Linked DNA regions of Muntiacus reevesi: region 1 is linked to region 2. The links are chromatin contacts, called in public Hi-C maps. All regions are on one chromosome and are shown on one strand. Each heading gives the region's core, a stretch centred on a gene start, on an enhancer-like site or on the middle of the called end of the contact. The rest is flanking DNA. Distances are from core to core; before and after follow the strand shown.

Region 1 (3,807 bases), core at 239-2,738, 170 kb before region 2:
ACATTAAGGACTGTGTGACATTTTTCCAGATACATCCCACTTTTTAAACTTTTTTCTAGTGTCTTCTACTGAAGTCAACATTTGTTGGGACAGAAATGTACATGTTCCACTTTGAGCACTACACTAACTAGTTAAATGCATAAAAACATCAAGGAATGAGGCAACATATTTGTGTTCAAAATCAACAAACTCTGACAGGCCAGAGCTGCAAATACTAGGATAAAAGTTAAGTGTTCAAAAACGGTGACAATTTTTTCTAATTTAGAAAATCATTAGATTCTAAAAAGTAAATACTATGTAAGGGGAAAATATCTTCCATGCATACACACGGGTAACCAAAACTGCCTGTAATCCAAGGTATAAAACACTGAGTAAGTATAATCCAAGGTACACAACACTGTATAAGAAGCTGGTCACAGGTTCCGGCCCCTTTCTCGATCTCTTGCAAGTTAAACTGAAATACTTACCTTTCTTACAGAGAAAATAGATGGGCTTAAGTGTTCTTTCAGGGAAAGAAAGAATTTTTTAAAAAACAAAAACCCAGTGCTAGATAAAGGCAAAGCAACGTAACTGGTTCCCGAACACGGTCAGACAATCTGCTTCTCTATACCCTCTTCCCTGGTCGCTTGGTTTATGTTTCAGCCAGAAAACTGAATTGATTCTGAGTGCTTTCGTGGGGAACTGCGGTCACTCAAGGCTAATGACCATTTCAACCTGACGTGAAGGCTCGGATCCCAAAGCTGCCATAGGTTCTGTCCTACTCTTCCCGACCTCCGTCCCAGGTTCGGATCATGGCTCCACCTTGGCTTCGGGCCTGCTCAAGACCCGGTCCTCTCGCCGCGGAAGGAGTCTCCCCAGTGCAGATGCTCGGTGAGGCAGGCAAGGGCGCATCTCCCCGAGGCCAGGTGTGGGGAGGAGCGCGGGCAGAAGCAGCTGTCTGGCCGCAGCAGCTGTTACCCCGGGCACCCCGAGGCTGGGCGGGCGGCTGGCCCGGAGGAGCAGGTAGCGGAAAGGCGAGCTCTCTGGCCCTGAGCGAGCCGGCCTGACACTGTCCACCCATCACCCTCCTCCCTTCCTCGGCTCCCCCTGCGATGCCAACGGGCCCGGGAGGGGCGGGCTCCCCAGCTCGACGGCAGAGACGCGCCAGGGTCCGGCGTGCCCCCGGCCGGGGAGGCGGCTCCCTCCCGCCCCGCACCTGACCTGTCCGCTCGCCTGACGCCCCAGCCGGCCGAGGCGGCTGCCGGGCGGCCTGGGGGTGTCCATGCGGCTGGGCAGGGTCGGGCCGGAGCGGAGGGGACGCCAGAGCGGGCGGCAGGCCCAGGAGAGCCAGGCAGGCCGGCGGAGCCCGGGCCGCGGAGCGGAGCCGGGCAAAGGGAGTGAGACCGAGTCGCTGGTTACCTGCGGTCCGGGACAGGGGAGACTCTCGGAACCCGTCAGTCCTCAGCCTCAACAACACAAGATGGCCGACACGTCGCCACGCACGTCACGTGACAGCGCGCTGGCTGCGCCCCGCCCCCGCTCCGCCCCCGCCCCGCCCCTCCTCTCCTCCCTCCCCGCTCCTCCAGCCTCCCACGACGTCCTTCCTTTCCGCCGCCTCCCTCCCGTCTTCCCCGGACACGCCCCTGCCCGAGCCCCGGATGTCAGGCGGGAGGAGGGCGGGGCCGCGGCAGAGCGCAGGCGCCTGCGAGTCCCTGGGCAAGAGCTCTCCCCGCTTGCCCTTGAGTTGAGTGGAGTTGGTATCCATAGTTGGATCTGGGCCAGTCGCCATGTGACTCACCGTCGTGTGCGCCCAGTCCAGAGCCCATTAGCAGTTCAGAAAGCTCTTCATCGTTTAGGAGCTGATTTTCCACACCAGAACTTTTCCACAGGTTTTCGTTCCGCCTTTTCCCTGCTCATTAGCCATCCTAGAGAAAAACGGGGACGTGACACGCTGAAATTCAAAGCAGTTTGTCTGCTTCTTAACGGTTCTGGTAGAACTGGGAATTCATTCTAGAGTCTTGGAATCTGACAGCTGGGGAGGACTTTAGAGATCAAGTCCCTCCTAGTGCGTCTCGGGCTATAACTCTTGTGCCTAAATATCTCTTTACTTGCGGATTGCCAGGTAAAATACAGGCCACCCAAGCAGCATCACGACATACACTAAAAAATTATTCACTGCTTTTTCTGAAATTCACGTTAAACTGGGTACCCTGTATTTTTCTTTGGTACATAAGGCAACCCTACCCTTCTCAGGTCATCCCATTGTTTCCTTGTGCCTTCATCCTCTCCCTTATTTACAGGATCCTTCCTTTTACCTTTTAAAATACTCAAGTATCTTTCATCTTACAATTGAATGTTAAAACCTTCCAATTCCCCCTACAACAACCTCTCCACCTCTTTATTCCCTTTCAAAGCCAAACAGCACATGGGACTTTTCCTGGTGGTCCAGTGGCTAAAACTCCACACTCCCAGTGTAGGGGGCCAAGATTCAATCTAGTCAGGGAACTAGATCCTGCATGCTGCAACTAAGAATTTTCATGCTGCAACTAAAGATCCCACGCGACTCAGCTGAGACCCAGTGCAGCTAAATAAATACTTTCATTTTTTAAAAAGTCAAAAAGCACAGAAGAGGTGTTTTTAAGTACTTTCCTGACTTCTGTACCTAGCAAGCAGTTATCAACCATTCTAATGTGATTTCAATCCTGACTGTTCACCCATTGCTTGCTCAGCCTACAAGTTGATAACTGGAGTTTTTCAGTCCTTATCTTTTTTTTTTTTTTCAGTCCTCATGTTAACTCAAGGGCTTCCTCAAAGGCTCAGCCGGTAAAGAATCTGCCTGCAATGCAGCAGACACAGGAGTTGTGGGTTCAATCCCTGGGTCAGGAAGACCCCCCTGGAGGAGAAAATGGCAACCCAGTCCAGTATTCTTGCCCGATAAATCCCATGAACAGAGGAGCCTGGCAGGCTACAGTCCAAAGGAACACAAAGAGTCAGACACGACTAAGCAACTGAGCACACACACACACACAACTTGACTTGGTTCTTCCCCATTTTCAATGTCATTGACCACTCCCTACTTCCTGAAATACTTTCTCTCTTCACCTTTATGCTCTTACTGCTCAAAATATGATCAGTGAACAAGCAGTATCAGCATCACTTGGAAATTTGTTGAAAGACAGAATCTTGAACAGGTTCTTCACAGTCCCAATCTGCTGAACTCTAGAATCTCTACCATCCACATTGTCCCCCTTTCTTTCCTCTATCCCCTGAGTTTAATGCTCCAAATATGACCATGTATGAAGGTCCTCAAATATGCCAGTCTGTTTTAGCCTTTGCACATGTTGTTCCCTCTTGTTATGATGCCATTCCCAATACTTAACCCACTTTTTGCCAACAGGCAGAACTCCTGCTCATCTTTGAAAGCCTAAATCATGTGTTACTGATGTGGCTTGTCGTGCCACATCTCTGAGGCTATGCCATCCATGCCCGTAATTTTATATATGTATAAAATATATATACACAAAAATTTGTATATATTTAAGGTATAATTTATATACAATAAAAATAAGCATTTTAAGTATGCATTTATATATATATATATTTAAGGTATAATTTACATACAGTAAAATTTAACATTTTTAGTATACAGTTTTGCAACTTTTGAAAAGTTTAAATAGGTGTGTACAATTACTACTAAAATCAAGGTATGTAATAGTCCTATCTCCCACAAAATTTCCCCAAATGACCCTTTGTAGTCAGCCCTAACATCCACTCTCAGCCGCTAAAAACATTATTCTGTTTTCTATCCTTATAATTTTGCCTTATGGT
Region 2 (3,660 bases), core at 442-2,941:
CTCCAAGGATCTTTTCTGCACTTGTGTAGTGTCTCCCTTATCTTTTACTCGGAAGGGTCTTTGCCTCTCTTCCTCCTTGCCATGATTATTCCCTTGAGGTGTTAACAAGGGATAGACTGGCTCTTCATCCTGTTTCTGCTGTTGCTTCCATTTCCAAGAGCAAATGGGGGGCTGCTTGTAAATTTCTCAACTGGATCCCGCCTATTTCTTACCTCTGGAAATGCAAAGAGTAGGCTGGCTAATCGTAAATGTCCAACCTGGAGATTGTCTATCTCCTACCTCAGCGCTAGTAGTAAAGAACTTGTCTGCCAATGCAGGAGATGTAAGAGATGTGGGTTCAGTCCCTGGTTCAGGAAGATCCCCTGGAAGACAGCATGGCAACCCACTCCAGTATTCTTGCCTGGAGAATTCCATGGACAGAGGAGCCTGGTGGGCTACAGTACATGGGGTCTCAAAGAAACAGGTACGACTGAAGTCAGGTAGCACGCATGCAGTTATTATTAAACTCCTTTGCCAGATGTGACAGGCCCTTTACATATTTTCCCCATTTATTCCTAGCAGGTAGATGACATTATTGTAATTCCAATTTTATAGCTAAGAAAACTGAGGCATAAAGAGGTTAAGTAATTTGCCCCAGGTTTCACAATTAGTGAAACCAACTACATCCTGCATATGAAAGTACGAAATGTCAGACACAAGCAGTTTGACTTCAGAAACCTTGCTTTCCCTGCATTATCTCATATATCTTCACAATACCCTGCAATGTAAGTTCTATCACTTGCATTTTACCTACCAAAAAACTTAAGCCAAAAGAGACGCAGTCATTTGTTCAAGGCCACATAGCTGTGAAGTCACTGGGCTGGAATTTGGATCCTTGTCTGACTACAAAACTCACATTCTCAAACCCATGTTAGATTGCTCTTACTCCAAAGTATTCATAACGGAACAAAGCAACTGCATTTATATTAAAATTATTCTGGTGATTAATACTCTAATAACGATTAACATTCTTCCAGCACGCAGGAAGTGCCAAGCTCCCTACTATTTACATGATAATAGCTAATATTCCCTGTGTATTATTAAGACCCCGGTTCTGAGTTAATCGTTTTATGTGTATTATTCCAGTAAGTCTCACAAAAACCCAGCGACACGGATGCGATTATTATCTTCACTTCACAGGTGAAGAAAGCGAGATTCACCATTGATCCAAAGTTACGCAGCTTAACTGTGAACTGGAAATTGAACCTACTATTGTCCAACTCTCTCCCGCCCTCCAGGTGCGTCACCTCTAGTCACCCTCTCTCCTTATTTCTTATTGTTTCTGCTTTGATCTACCCCCGGCCTCCGAATCTTGCTCCGCGCTTCAAGAGACTCCGCCCCTTCGACTTGAATGCCCGCCCCCTGGGCGGTGCCGTTATTCCAGAGCCTGTGGAAAGGACCGGGATCACAGCAGGCCCCGCCCCCATGCGTAATAATTTCTTTCGATTTGTTCTGGTGCCGGGGACACGGAGGAGATGGTGCATCTATTGGCTGACAACACCTGCAAGACCGCAAACGAGGAGGGGGCGGGGCCACACGCTTGCGCTCACGCGGTTCCTTCTGGGAGTTGTAGTCACAGACGCGCCATTCACGGGGTGGCGCGGTTCGGACTCCGCGTCCCAGCATTCCCTGCGCGAGTCCTGGAGCACTTCCGCCCTGTTGTGAAGTGGGTGTCTCGGTGGGTGAGTCCGGGTGGCTGGGCGAGGGCAGCTGAGACTCAAGGCTCTGGGCTGGAGGAGACTTAGGACGTGGTGGTTATCATAGGGGGTCGGGGAAGGTGAGACGGGAGAAAGAAGCTTTTATGTGGGCTGGGGAGTGAGGGACGGTCAGAGGATGAAGCGTCCGGAGATGGAAAGGGTCATAGAGGGGTCGGGGATGAGGAGGTAGGTAGAAGGCCCTTGCAGTGATGAGATTCTTAGAAAGCTCTGTAGTTGAGGAGGATCGGAAGAGGTTCTGAAGGTGGAAGGGTCTAGAGACCTCATAGGGAAGAAGAGAGGGTTCTGGGGCCGTGGCAAGAAGTGAGGGAAAAGGGCCTGAGCTTGAAGCCTGACCTTAAAGAGAGTGTTCGAGCCTCTACCTGCTCATCTAAAACAAACATTTGATACCCGCATACACTTTCTCTAATGGTCATGACCTCTGGAACCCAGAGGGTGGGCTCTTGTGTTCTGCGCTCAACCTGCACTTCTTTCCTTCTGCCTGATGGAAGTAAATGTACCAACATCCTCTTTACCCAGGTGCCCTCTGATTCCCCTTGCATTCTTCCACATCCAGGGATCTTCAGATCTTTTAATTTCGTTAATGTATGTTGAGTATTTCCTTATCAGGGATTTTGTTGAAACCTACACTTTGTCACCTTCACAGGTTGGACAGACATGTTGTGGCTGCTGTGATCTGTTGAACCCACAGATCAGATTAGGCCTTCTACTTAAAAACCTTCATTAACTCCCATCACCTATGGAATTAAGTCCAGATAATTTAGCCTGACATTCAAGACCCTTCATGAACTCCTTTTCCATCCTAGTCTTTGTGCTGGCAAGGTTATCGCCATATCTTGGGGAGGCTGTTTGATTTTCCACCATTATACATGCTGTTCTCTCTGCTCAGAATACACGTTCCCCCCAATCTCTGCTCAGAGACTCAGTCTTTTTTTCTTTTTTCTAGAACCAAATCAAAGGTTACTTTCTTCATTTAAGTCACCCCCACACCCCAGCTCCCACAGACCTCTTTTATTGCATTTACCACATTTGATCATAATTGTCTGTGATTTTTCTATTGTTGTTGTTGCTTCCACTATACTGTGAGTATCTTCAGGACAGGAACACTTTCTGCATCACCTCCATTTCCCCATTGCCCAGCCCAGAGTAGTAAGTACTTAATATATTAAAATCAAGTAAATCAGTAAATGCTTGATGAATATGTGAATAAAGACTGTCCAGGGTGAGCATTGCTGTACCAGGCTTGAAGACTGCTACTTCTAGTGGATTTCTAGGGCTGTGAGCTTTAGTATCCTGTCAGGGTTGTCTTTGCTGTCAGCTGGTTCAGTGCCAACAGGACTTTAAACCAGACGTGGCAAATGCCCATAATGTGTGCTCCTTCGCCCCCTCCTGTGTCTGGCGGTCGCAACTTATTGATCACAGTACATGTTCACATGGGATCATGGGATGCAGAGTCCTTAGCACAGTTGACTGTAGTTGGTGCTTTAAATGAAACCTGTTTGCTGTCCCTGGTTTAAGTCCTTAAGTGTAGGCTTGGGCTGCTCTAAGCAGTAGCCTGGACAGTCAGCCAAGTGAACTTGATAGCCTTTGGGAACTCCCAGTTTCTTTCTCTTTGGAGGTCACAGACTAGTCTTGGCCTTTCCCAGGAGACTGGGGCACATCTTCTCTTGCAGCCTGTCATTCACTGGGACGACGCCACTCCCCATGTCTGCATGCACACTCAGGGAGTCGGGATGCCTCCCTGCTTCTCTGGGTTTGTTTATAAAGGGAGCCTGGCTCTGATGACACGTCCTTCATTGCTGAGGGACTCTGTGCCCTTTCTAAATCTTCCTGGCTATTGGAAGAGACCTTTGAGATCATTTAGCTGAAAGGTGGCAGGGTAACAGCCCATGCTGAATGCAGCCTA

What was found. Hi-C and Micro-C count contacts between places; a contact is called where the count stands out from the background.
Region 1: a contact with region 2 is called in a Hi-C map of muscle, with 4 times the contacts expected there. The contact joins the promoter of GIGYF2 here to the promoter of ZSCAN20 in region 2. A contact is called at or near these places in 2 of 3 Hi-C or Micro-C datasets (blood and muscle).

The regions. Positions count from the first base shown.
Region 1 is chr1:170,916,220-170,920,026 of mMunRee1.1, reverse strand. GIGYF2 (GRB10 interacting GYF protein 2) reads right to left here and starts at 1,488. Exons shown (of 29, transcript XM_065916857.1): 1 at 1,399-1,488.
Region 2 is chr1:170,744,259-170,747,918 of mMunRee1.1, reverse strand. ZSCAN20 (zinc finger and SCAN domain containing 20) reads left to right here and starts at 1,691. Exons shown (of 10, transcript XR_010660508.1): 1 at 1,691-1,721.